3 separate regions of the Sus scrofa genome follow, and all the other regions are linked to region 1. The links are chromatin contacts, called in public Hi-C and HiChIP or PLAC-seq maps. All regions are on one chromosome and are shown on one strand. The core of a region is the stretch at or near the end of the contact, and the rest is flanking DNA. Distances in the headings are between cores, read along the strand shown.

Region 1 (4,256 bases), core at 978-3,477:
TTTTCCTGGCTAATGTCCCAATCACTCATGGTCATTCTTTGTACCTATGCCAGACAGTACAAGGAAACTCAGTAGGGCTCTTTATAGCTCTTTCCTCCTTTGCATTTTCACAAATCTCTGGGATAATCTGTTCATGCACATCTTTTTAGATTCTCTTGGAAGGCCCAGACTTTTGAAATACAAATATCAAGAAAGACTCTTTGTTTCTCCTTCTGACGTGCCATCATTTTCTTGAGACATTGAGCTCAGAACCTCTTTTCTTACCTAAGAGCAGAAAGAAATCCTATGAATGAAAACATTTAAATGGACATTCCAAAAAGCATTAGTCTTCTGCAAGACTAAGATGAGGACAGACAAAAAGATGGAAATATCACTCAAACTCAATGGCTGTCCCAAAGGAGAATATAGGAAGCCTTCTGGCTACTATTACTATCATTTTGTAGGTGAACAAACTAAGATTGAGAGGTTAAGTCACACGTTCAAAGTCACACGTTCAAAGTCACCTACCTAGTCAATAGTAGAACCAGGACTTGAGCCAAAAAAATATGACCCCAGAGTAATACTCTTAACTACTTTTGTGATAAGGAAAGGATACAGGAAGGAAAACCATAATGAACTCAGGTTATAAAGAAATAGAAAATCTATAGTGCCACAAAAGTGTGTAATGAGGGCCAGGGGAGAATGCGGGGCTCTGGTCTAATTTGAAGTTTAAGAATAGATCTCCCTCAAGGAAATATATCTGATCATTTGTGACGGAATATGATGGAGGATAATGTGAAAAAAAGAATGTATATAAATATAAGTATATATATATATGTATATATATATAAATAACTGGGTTACTTTGCTGTATATCAGAAATTAACAGAATGTTGTAAATCAACTATTATTTTAAAAATTTTAAAAAAAGAATAGATCTCCCTGAAGAAGTGACCGTTGGGCTAGGATTTGAAAGTCCTCATAGGGGCTAACTAGTCATTGGGAAGAAAGAATAGCACATGAAAAGGCCCTGAGGCAGTACAATCACAGCCTTGTATCAACCTGAAAGAAGGCCGGGATGTTTCTAGGGAGATAGATGAGTGATGAGGCTAGAAAAGGAAGCAGAAGTCACTTCTGGCTGGACTTTGTAAATTGTCTTAATGAATTTTACTAGCAATGGCCATCTCATCAGAAGAGCCTCAAGTCCTGAGCTTATATTATCTATTCAGGCCTTTTTCCTGAATGATCCAACATGACTATGGTATAGAATCTGATTGGTTCAACTTGGCAGAGGTATTTCTGGCTTATCCAATCAGCAAGAGGGGCAGGATCACATGTTCATCAGAGGCAATTGTTGTGAGGAAGAATGGTTGTTCTTCTACAAACGAATATATGTATGAGGCCACAGGCTGTGGCATTGATCAGCATCTCTGAAATTACAGGATTCCCAGACATACTCAGGTTTACCTTGTACAGTCGGTTGTATTGTAAAGATACAACAGGACAGTATGAAAAATCTGTTGATCATTCAGAAAACAGCATTAGCTCTAGTCATCCACTGTACACAGCAAAAGCGCTAGCCACTCCATCATGTGATCGGCCTCTCAGCAGCAGGCACCCAGTTTGAATGCTCTGTGAATATGGTTTCTTGGTGAGTCTCCGGATATGCTTCTTCTCCTCCTGTTACTATGACTTAACTCTCTCTTTCTTCTGATCCAGTTCCAGGAGAGCAAGAATCTGATTGAGCTAAACAGTGACCTTCCAGTACTGGGCTTCCCACCAGTCCTTTCTGGGGGAAGCTAAAGAGAACTCCATCGCCCCAGGGCCATTTCCTCTCCAGTCAGCAGGGGGCAGGAGGCGGCACAGTGGTGCTGCAAGTGAAGCAGGAAACCTTTGTGCAGGGTGCTGATTGCAACATGGAGACTGGAACCAGCCACAGATAGGTTTGCTTTGATTTGCACAGTTTTGACTCATGCAGTTTTGTTTTCAATTTAATGTTCAACCGACATTTTTAAATAGAATGTTTTCATATTAAAAACCCAGATTTCCAGCCACCCTTAAAAAATTGGAGTGTCAGAAAACACTAACGGTCAACCAATACTGAGTACTGAGTGACCTGTTTAAAGTCCCAGAAGCTGTCAGTTCAACACAGTCCTGAAATCTCCCTGCTGTCAAACTAGCTTCACTCATTTATTCACAGGCCTGACCCTTGTAGGCATCCGAGTCGGCAAACACTGAAGTAAGTAGTTGTGTAAGCTTTTCTCAGAAGGGAGTTCATGGTGAGGCACATAAAGGGTCACTGACTACAGGACTGTTATAATTTCAAGTTCAGAAACCATGCCTAGTATCATTTCATTGCTGCTGGCAACCCCTGAAACAGTTTTTGAGTTAGCCTCTGAACGTAGTTAGCTGGGCTTCCTGCCAATAGCTGCCTATAAGGCAAGTGAACTTTTATTCTGCTATGCTAGCCTAACCGCACTTGACCTGAGTGTTCTAAAAAGGATAAGAATATGGAATTCCCTCGGGCCTCACTTGTTAAGGATCTGGCACTGTCATTGCTGTGGCTTTGGGTACAGCTGTGGCACGGGTTCAATCCCTGGCCCAGGAACTTCTGCATGCCACAAGTGTAGCCAAATTAAAAAAAAAAAAAAAAAAAAAAAGGATAGAGGAGCAGCTCCTAGACATTGGAGCAATCTCATTCCACATCTTAGGTCATCCTGCTCTACCCGAATAATGCCTGTTACAAAATGCAGTAACAATAGGGTCTCCTTGCCAAGCTATGTGCTTCTTCTGGTTATCAGATGGCCCAAAGGGATGGATAATTCATTCTGGTAAAATTGGGCACTTACATGTTAACTTAGCACGTTCAGGCTTGGTCTGAAGAAGAGATGCTGCAATTTGCAGTGAAAACACATCTTACAGGCCAAATTGGTAGCCACCTACTTGCCAACCACATGACCTTGAGCAAGTCACTTAATCTTTTTCCACCTCGGTTTCTTGATCCACAAAACATAGCTAATAATACGTACCTCAGTGAATATTCTGAGGAGAGAGGCAGTGATAGGTGTACACTTTCTTCTTCACCCATGTAGGATACCAAATAATGTCAAACCTAGCTATTTGAATATTTGAATGAAATTAAACCTCTCCAGCTCCAGCTCCAGCCCCCTCTTTGTCATCTTCAGAAGTTTCTTCTGGCCTCTTTCAGGCTACCACTCTCCTGCAGGCCTTCCCCAGGTCAAATATTTAGCCGCGATTTTGCAGAGAGGAGAGCCATTTAGTCCCACGGTGGCTGCACACTTTCAATGCAGCTGCAGCTGCCTCTATTTCAGAGTAAAAGCCATCAGGCACCCTTGGCTCATTCACTACCCAAGCATCCTGCTGTGCTACCGCATGCCCCCCTGGCCACCAAAGCCATGAGCCCAAGAAGAGTCCGGGCTCAATGCAGCTGCTGTGGTCAGCTGCCACTTGCGCGGTAAGAGCCACTGTGAATGTAGGAGGGGTCTTTCCCCTGGGGCATAGGCTGTTATAGAAGCTTCATCTGCCCATCCCGCCTCTTGGGTCAGTGTCCATATGGTGACATTTGGACTACCTGGCTGCTTTCACCACTTTCCCAAAGCGTACGTGCAATCCAGCCTGCATGGCCAAGCTGGACAGTGTTTCAGACCCCATAGCACACTGTGCCAGAGCCATTCTCGCTCACGACTTCTTTAATGCCCTGGGTCCTTAGGGGTAGAGAAAGACCCTCCCTCTCACATTCTCCAGCCCAGCTCCTACAACTGGATGGCTTTGTTTCATCCATGGGAAAAGCCAAGTGGATGAATGTCCTGGGCCAGCACAGAGTGGGTGCTCCTCTTTCCCTTTTGCTACTATTCTAAAATTTATTCATGAACATATACTATCTTCCTGATTAAAAATTACTATCTTTTGGAGTTCCCTGTTTGCCTAGTTATTAAGGATCTGGTGTTGTCACTGCTGTGGCGCAGGTTTGATCCCTGGCCCATGAAATTCTGAACACCACAGGTTCCCCCCCAAAAACATTACTAATTAATGTCTAATTGAGGCTTTCTTCATTTTGTTCTTAGAAACAAGCAACAGAGCATTTAAGAGGAAATATATAGCTGTCCCAAGCATGTTGTGTCTGAAACAACTACCTCAGGATTTGGATAAGTAGGAGGAAATCTAGATTCTGTTTCCAGCGAACACAGTGCTTTACTAAGCCATATAATAGAGGTTGTAAGCTATCTGGACCTAGATTAGTTTAATCCCATTTTGGA
Region 2 (4,256 bases), core at 892-3,391, 310 kb after region 1:
AGTTGAGGCTGTTGGAGAAAAACCACTCTCAGGAGTGGAAGAAGTCAAAGAGCAACTGGATCCTTCCACTGCAGAAGTTACCCCAGTACTGGATTTCCCATCATGGCTCAGTGATTAGAGAACTCGAGTCACATCCATGAGCACATGGATTCAATCTCTGGCCTTGCTCAGTGGGTTAAGGATCGGTGTTGCTGTGAGCTGTGGTGTAGGTCGCAGGTGTGGCTCGAATCACGTGTTGCTGTGGCTCTGGCATAGGCCGGCAGCTACAGTTCTGACTGGACCCCAAGCCTGGGAACTTCCATGTGCCGCGGGTGTGGCCCTAAAAAAAAAGTTACCCAAGTATTTCTGTTGGCTGCTTCCCCAGCTACGTATTGAAGTCCATCAAGTGACTCTTTCATTTACGTCCCGTGTGTTCCATGCAGTCATTTGTGGTGTTGGGCCTTTTACATAGGAGCATTCAGGCACATAGCCTGTCTACTAGCATTATTTGTCTTTGAGTGCATTTCTCTAAAGGGGACTCATGTCTTTTTAAAATTTCTTTTGAAAACCTTTTAATTGAGGTATAATTTATAAGCAGTACCGTACACCAGTCTTACATGTAAAGTTCACTTAATTGTTATCTATGGATACAGAGCCACATCTCCTGAAAGTTTATTATAGGATAGGGTGTCTGCTAATTAATCATCCTGGGTAATATTATTGGGAAGGTCGTGCTAGTACCATTTGCAAATAGCCAGACCTAGCTGGTAATAAATCAGTGGCTGACCTTTGTGGAGGGAGCATAGATCAAGGCCAAGTGCTTTACATGCATTTTATCTGAGTTTGCAAAACTTGCCCAATTTAAGAATCACCTGGCTGTTTATTAAAGATTCCTGTCCTGCGGATCCTGCCCTGGAGATTCTAGTTCAGCAGTCCAGGCTTAGGAGTCAGGGGGTCTATGTTTTTAACAAGCATCAAGCAGACTGGAGTCCTCAGGGTACCGCATTTAACCCTCGCACGCCTACGAGGTTTAGGTTTTATTTTTATTTACAGAGAAGTAATCTGAGGAACCAAGAGGATAAGTAACTTACCCCCAGTCACACAGCTGCTAAGAAATGCACCTGAGACTCTGATTCTGAGTTCACCTTCCTCACACACCTTCTCTGTGGCCTCCGGGAGCATATTTCTTTTTTCTTTCTTTCCTTTTCTTTTTTTTCTTTTTATGGCCGCATCTGCGGCATATGGAAGTTCCTGGGCCAGGGGGACTGCAGCTGCCAGCCTACGCCACAGCCAGGGCAATGCCAGATCTGAGCCACATCTGCGACCTGTGCTGCAGCTTGTGGTATCATCAGATCCTCTACCCACTGAACGAGGCCAGAGATCCTCATCCTCACAGAGACAATGTCAGGTCCTTAACCCCCTGAGCCACCACAGGAACTCCTAGGGGATTTTCTTATTTCCTGGACTTTTAGTGGCTCTTTGCATTTGCTGAGTGGATCATACAAACCTTTCCTTCACTCGTCTGGCAGCTTAATCATGCACAGGTGGCCACTCAGCTCACACAACAGAGTTCAGACAGAGCTGGGGATGTTCTCAGCAACCTGGAGTAACTACCCAGGACTGAGACCAGGGGTTCTCAAAGTGCAGTTCTCAAAGTGAGTGGCACCTGGGAACTCAGTGCACAAGCAGATTTCCCATCCCACTTCAGACCAATGAGCCAGACACTCACCAGCTATGGCCCAGCCCACCTGTGAGTGAACAGGCCTTCCAGGGGTTTCTGATACATGCAGTTGAGAACCACTGGTTCAGAAGACTGGGCTCTGCTGCTTTGCATACTCCCAGGGTTCACGGTAGGAAGGAAATGCCTTAGCAAGGACTGGGTTCTTTCTCCTCTGTGGCTCTTCGGAAGCACTGTTTGCCTCAAGTTGTGATGACTGCTGATGAATTAGCTCAAAGGCTGTACTGGATCCAGGTGTTCACAGCATCAGCAGCAGCTCCTGGAACATGCAGTGTGGCTGCCTTGCTTTTTCATCATCTTACAGGCATTTTCCATTGGTACTTTGCCCTCAACCTCAGCTTCCTTTGAATGACTGCCTAGTGTCCCAAGGCATGGATCCTCCAGTTTACAGAATGTCACTGCAAAGTGATGACCTAAGTACAGACGTATTTAGCTTGATGCCTGGCACACAGCAGGACTGGGCAGCTGCCAGTCCCCTTCCCTTTGCCTTAGCAGTGCTGCAAGCATTGTTTAGAAGGTCAGGGATGGTCTTTTCCCTTGAACATGAAGAACTGGCTGGGACTGTAGCCAGTAGGAAACAGGTTTCTTTTTATTTTTTTGCTTTTTAGGGCTGCATCTGCAGCACATAGTTCCCAGGCTGGGGTCAAATCACAACTACAGCTGCCAACCTATGCCACAGCCATAGCAATGCCAGATATAAGCCACGTCTGCATCGTACACCACAGCTCATGGCAACACTGGATCCTTAATCCACTGATCGATGCCAGCGATCGAACTTGAATCCTCATGGATATTAGTTGGGTTTGTTTCCTCTGAGTCACAAGGGGAACTCCAGAAACCGTTTTCTTCTAAAATCACGATAAGTCAGCTCAGGCAGTTCACAGTTGATTTGTTGATGTGTTTAGTTCTTTTTTTTTTTTCCCCCTTAAAGGCATAGGCACAACTAATTTATGTGAAGATGTGCCTGGAAGATGACATATGATTGTGTTTCATAGCAGTGGCACCAAAAATGCTCACAACATGTTCTTGGTATTAACTGCTGTGCAGAGAAGTTTACGGCCAGTCACTTCTCCCACTGGAAACCTTCAGTGGTGCCTCTGTGGATGGATGACACACTTCATAGCACTGTGCTCAGGAAGTTTGCAAACATGTTGTAATTTTAGCTGTTCTCATCCCTCAGCTTTTTATGAATTCCTGGGAAAACATTTTTTGCTTAGCCAAAGCTTATTTGATGTTGCAGAACATTAAAAAGAAAGAAAAGAGAAAAGAAAGGTATTCTTGCTCATAATACAAAGTAAGTTTTGTTTTTGTTTTTTGTCACTATCATCATAATTGGCAAGTGAGATAGATCCTCAGAGAACAAGGAATTAAAGTTGCAATATTTCTGGAATTCTCGAAGAGGTTTAACCCAGAAACTCTGCCCACCCAGTCCCTGTGGTTGGTGAAAGGTTTAGAAGCACAGAGCTTGTAAAGAGAAATAATGCTGCTCTGAGCCCATCTGGAGTAGCTGAAAAAAAGAGGACCCAATGAATATGCACTTCTCGCCTTTGATATCACTTGGGAGCCAGAGACACAGCATTTTTACTAAACGTGGTGGGGAGTCTTTGGTGCCTAAGGATCTAACCTGTTTCTAAGTGCTAAAAGTAGCTGCTGCCTTTGGCCAGCCTCAGACATTTTCAGAATGCTTTCCACTGGGAAAGTCTAGCCAATTGCATTTGTCAAACATTAAATTATAATGAGCCTATGGTCATGACACTAGCCCAGGAGGCCCCCACCCTCTTAGAGGATGTGGGCCCCTTCCAGGGACATTCCCTAGGGGAGTGCAGAAGGACTGACATGCCCAAGAATCTGCACTCTGTCAAACGGCAGTGTGGGCTTTGCCCACACATCCATTGTCCCCTCTGCTCCCACACTCCTAGTGTGCAGTGCACTTTAACTGCCAGCCTCCTGCCCTCCCTCCTGCTGGTCCAGCAGCTCTTCAGAAGTGGCGAGTGGGAAATTAGCTGAATGAGGAGATTCGTGGACTTTGGAATCAGACAAACCAGGAGTCAAATGCTGAGACCTACGTGCAATGTGATTTGGGGCCAAATAGCAATCTCTCTGTATCCAAATCTCCTCATCAACATGAAAGGGGCAATAATATCTTTTGTTTCATATTGTTACTGATAAGACCAATTGTAAAAGTTTAGCCTATGCCTGAGATATAAACGAGTGATATAAGTGGTTGATAAATGCTAGCAATTGTTGATATTGGAGAAAATAATTGAAATTAATGTATGAACTGAGAAGTAATTGGACCTACTTGATCTTACATATAATATTGCATTTATCAAGGATCTCTAATATCTTAAAGTCACTGAGATTAAGGGTGAAGCTAATTAAGAGTTACTGGTTTGTTGTAGGGAAAAGGAAGTGTGAGATGGACATAGGGCACCTGGAACCCCTTACCTCACACTGCAGAGCTAGTTCTGAATGCAACTTGTAACAACATCACAGGCTGAAAGCTTAATTGATGGTTTCCTCCTTGGAGTGGGAATGT
Region 3 (4,256 bases), core at 1,052-3,551, 260 kb after region 1:
ACAGAAATGTTCTTCTTTGGTGCCCCAACTCCAGAAACCATACAAGTTCGAATAAATAATTTTCTTGATTTATTTGGGCTGCTATAACAAAATATTATGGACTGGGTGGCTTCTAAACAACAGAAATGTATTTTTCACAGCTCTGGAGGCTGGAAGTCCAAGATCAAGGTGCCAGCACACTCCGGTGAGGCCTGTCCTCTGGACTGCAGGCTTCTCGTTGTGTCCTCACATGGGGAAAGGGCAAGGAGTGAGGGGTTCTTCTGGAATATCTTTTGTAAGACCCGGATCCAATTCAGGTGGGGTCCATACCCTCATGATCTAGTCACTTCCCCAAAGCCCCAGCTCATAATACATCGTCCATTAGTTTTCAACGTACGAATTTTGAGGCGACACAAACTTGCAGACCATAGCAACAGTTAAACATTTGCTGAGCGCTTTGTGGTCATTTCATCTTCATTCCCTTTAACACTCCTGAGACCTCACTGATTCTATTCCATTTAACTTCCAGAGCACAGTTGAATTCTGTTCTCCCAGCGAGTGAGCACAAGGCAGTGTGCCCAGGTTAGAGGTGGGGACCCCGGGCTCTGCAGGGTCCACATTCTTTTTCTGAGGCACCATCGCAGGATGTCCTGCGTTGCCTCCTGGTTGTCATGGTGCAAAGTGCTCATTGGGATTCTGCCCAAAAAAGGTGTGATCGTTGAAAATAAAAGCTACTCTTTGAATTGTGCTGACAAGAAAGCAGATTCTCCGTGTTGGAATGATTGGTTTGACCTTTCATTTTTAAGTGGTTTTATGAAAATGTGAGCCCTGCATGCTCTGTAATTTTAAACATTGAATGTGCATTTTTCCCCCCTTCATTTTCAAACCAGACCTACAAAAATCAAGATAATTTTAAATACCCATGTAGGATCAGGTAATCATCTCTAAAATACCAACTGCTGCTAGTCTTTACCTCCTAGTTCCACTCTTAAAGAAAGGGAAGGGGCTCAGGATCCTATGTTGTCACTGCTGTGGCGTGGGTTCGATCCCTGGCCCGGGAACTTGCACATGGCTTCGGGTGCAGCAAAAAAAAAAGGAAAGAAAGGGAAACTGTTAGTAATAATAGCATGACAGTCCTACCTAAAATGTCCTATTAAATAATGACTTTGAAACATGACATATTTGGAGACCTGAGGCAGTCTTCCTTTTCTGATACTTTTTTTTTTTTTTTTTTTGCTCCTACTAGGGTTTGTTGTCCTCCAAGAAAAGGAGGTGTGTGAACAGTACTTATGTGCCAAATGACGCATTACAGGGGGGGATGATCTGAGAGACTGAAATTTGGGAAGAACAGTTTTTAAAGAGCTGTTCATTACTATATCCATTTAAGGAAGAAGTTAGTAGGAAGGAAAGAAGAAAACAGGAAAGAAGGAAGGAGAAATATATACTCACTTTACCTCCATTAGATTTGAACCAGCTTGTGTTATTCAGAGGATAAAAATAACCATTTAAAGAGACATGCTTAAAACTTTCACTTGGATCCCTGATGCATGGTATTTGATTCCTGGAAATATGGTGATGCTGCTTGGATGTTCAGGGCTCTCTTATTTTGGTGATAAATTCTTCATGTGAGTGGAAGGGCAAATCGATAACCATGAAGCCTCATGGGTCCTGCAAAAGGATTTTTTTCCCTCCTTCTCTCAATTTTTAATGAGGCCCCATATTTGTCGTCCTCCCCAGTGGCTACGTGGAGCGCCATGTGCTCAGCGTGGGCCGTGGAGCCGCTGCCAAGTTGCTGACCTGTGCATCTGAGGCGTCCTCAGCTGAGACACCAACCCAAGCTCCAACATATTGTGGAATCCATCATGTTGCTTCTAGGCTCTGATACTAATGAGCACCTAATGAGTTGCAGGGTGTAGGTATTAACCAGGGGCTCTGGCAGTGCTCTTGTTGGACACACAACGAGGTGGGGTTGGAAGGAGGGCAGTGAGACACCCAGTGCACTGATGTCTTAACAGACGTGAGCAATTAGGAAAGCTGTGCTGCAGAATGACTGTTTATTCGCTCATAGGAAGTAATAAGCCATCAAGAGGTGGCAAAACATGCTGTCTTATATCTTCTCTTAAATAATAAAAAACAAACACCCTGTACATCAGAGAGGTGCTTTATGAACTGTGAAATAGGGAAGAAAGTTGAAATGTTTAAAGAGTCAGGTAATAGCTTTTATTACTAAAGGGAAGCTGACTTCCAGCCCTGCTGTTGACTAACAATAGACTTAAGACCTTCGGGCCTGGCCATGTGGCACTGACCACAAGGACATTGGTGACATTCCAAGGCAGTGCTGTGTTGTCTCTTTTTTTGTTTGCTTTTTCAAGAGATGGCAGGCCAGTGCTGGGGTACAAAAGGGCATGCTTCTGTGGCCTTAGGAGATAGTTGTGTACAAAAATTTCTAGCAGCACATTCTGGGAGACATAATATGCCAGAGAAGGAATTGTGACTAATTTTTTATTGCACCCAGAGTGCTCAGCCACTGCTACTGATTCCTAGTTCAAGGCAGATCATTTGAACTGGTTAAGGACTTGAAAAAATTGATTGCAAATCCAGCCATGCTGAAAAAGATAGTTATTTAATTTTTTGGATAAGGCATCCCTTTCAAATTTGTTCCAACTGCCTTATTTTACAGATAAGGAAACTGAGGCAAAGAAAGGTAAATGGTGGAGTTCCCATTGTGGGACAGCAGGGTCGGTGGCGTCTGGACAGTGCTGGGATGCAGGTTCCACCTTTGGTCCAGTGCAGTGGGTTAAGGATCTGGTGTTGCCGTAGACGTGGCTTCGGTTTTGATTGCGGCTCTGATCTGACTGATCCCCAGCCAGGCATGAGCATTCCCCATGTGCTGCAGGGTAACCAAAGAGGGGGAAAAAAAAGAAGGAAAGAAAAGAGAAGAAAGAGCAGTAAATGACTTTGCACTTCATTGCACTGCTTCCCTTACCTGCAATATGAGAGTGGATAAACAGTGAACATCAAGCTCAAAAAACCCAGTTCTAATCCTTACTCTGTTCCTATGAGCTCTTTCTTCTTGGACAAACCACTGACAGTTTCTTTGAGCTCTCGCATCCAACCCTGATGCATGTGTAAGCTCTTTGTAAACCGTAGAGCACCATACAAATGCAAGCTATTATGATTATTTCCCAGACTGCTTTCCAAACTGTTAATACAGTTTAAAAGGAGTAACATGATAGGAAATGAAGGAGAAATGGAATCTATGACCAAATAACATTGAAAAAATGCTATACATTGCCTTAAATATTATATATTATTAAATATTCTGTATTAAATATTATACAAAATTTAAAGGCTGTATTAAAGGCTCTGAGATGTCTTGATATAAAGAAACCCATTTGACTGTGTTTGACATAGTGGTTCTAAAATCAGTCTCACCATTGTGATTCTCCCTCTTTACTCTGGAAGAAACAGATACAAAGAAAGTCATGTGTTTCTCTTGTATAAATGCCCATACATGTTATATTTACTTGTTTACCATCCCTGAGCCTCTGGTGCACAAGCAGCAGTGCTGGAGTGTTTCGCAAGAGTTTTGTAAGAAATTTCATCAGACTTTCCTGGAGAGGGAGTTCCCATCGTGGCCCAGTGGAAACGAATCCAACTGGAACCATGAGGTTGCAGGTTTGATCCCTGGCCTCGCTCAGTGAGGTTAAGGATGTGGTGTTGCCATGAGCGGTGGTGTAGGTCTCAGACACGGCTTGGATCTGGCATTGCTGTGGCTGTGGCATAGGCTGGCAGCTATGGCTCCGATTGGACCCCTAGCCTGAGAATCTCCATATGCCGTGGGTGCGGCCCTAAAAAGAAAAAAGAAAAAGAAAAAAGAAAAAAAAGAATTGCCTGGAGAGAGGATGCTGCTGATTAAAAATGCAAGTTCAGGGGTCTTAGCCCAAACCCACCAAATCGGGATCACCCGGTGGGTGGAGGGGGCTGGAAATCTGCATTTTCAGCGAGCTCCGCAGAGGTTCTGACGCACAGTAGACTTCAGTAGCCACCACTGTCCACCATGATGAGGAGAGCAAGGACTATGGCAGTCGTCTGCCTGGTGTGTGACCTTCCAGCTGCATGCCCAGGCCACCCACCTTCACATTTCTAAGCTCTGGTTTTCTTATCTGTGAAAGGGGTATAGTAACAACTTTGCAAAGGTTTTGTGAAGACTCAATGATATACTGTGTGCAAAGTGCTCACCACAACATCCATCTTAGTCCATTCGGGCCACTGGG

Evidence for each region. A called contact is a pair of places that touch in the nucleus more often than the background predicts. HiChIP or PLAC-seq counts read pairs in DNA pulled down with a chosen protein or histone mark.
Region 2: an H3K27ac HiChIP or PLAC-seq map of skeletal muscle shows a contact between it and region 1. The contact joins two enhancer-like sites. A contact is called at or near these places in 3 of 47 Hi-C or Micro-C datasets (psoas muscle and skeletal muscle) and 1 of 2 datasets of contacts at active chromatin or transcription factors (skeletal muscle).
Region 3: a Hi-C map of liver shows a contact between it and region 1, with 4 times the contacts expected there. The contact joins two enhancer-like sites. A contact is called at or near these places in 7 of 47 Hi-C or Micro-C datasets (alveolar macrophages, liver, retroperitoneal adipose tissue and 1 more) and 1 of 2 datasets of contacts at active chromatin or transcription factors (skeletal muscle).

What each region holds. Positions count from the first base shown.
Region 1 is chr4:18,195,059-18,199,314 of Sscrofa11.1, forward strand. No RefSeq gene overlaps it. Among named protein-coding and RNA genes, the nearest start is that of SNTB1, 92 kb to the right of the region's middle. Within about 2 kb of position 2,228, at least 13 of the 83 cell types and tissues checked have an H3K27ac peak or open chromatin away from gene starts, as enhancers often do. A contact at or near this core is called in liver and skeletal muscle, where this site is marked.
Region 2 is chr4:18,501,645-18,505,900 of Sscrofa11.1, forward strand. All of the region lies in intron 5 of SNTB1 (beta-1-syntrophin), which reads left to right. Among named protein-coding and RNA genes, the nearest start is that of MTBP, 100 kb to the right of the region's middle. Within about 2 kb of position 2,142, at least 9 of the 83 cell types and tissues checked have an H3K27ac peak or open chromatin away from gene starts, as enhancers often do. A contact at or near this core is called in skeletal muscle, where this site is marked.
Region 3 is chr4:18,457,535-18,461,790 of Sscrofa11.1, forward strand. All of the region lies in intron 4 of SNTB1 (beta-1-syntrophin), which reads left to right. Among named protein-coding and RNA genes, the nearest start is that of MTBP, 150 kb to the right of the region's middle. Within about 2 kb of position 2,302, at least 4 of the 83 cell types and tissues checked have an H3K27ac peak or open chromatin away from gene starts, as enhancers often do. A contact at or near this core is called in liver, where this site is marked.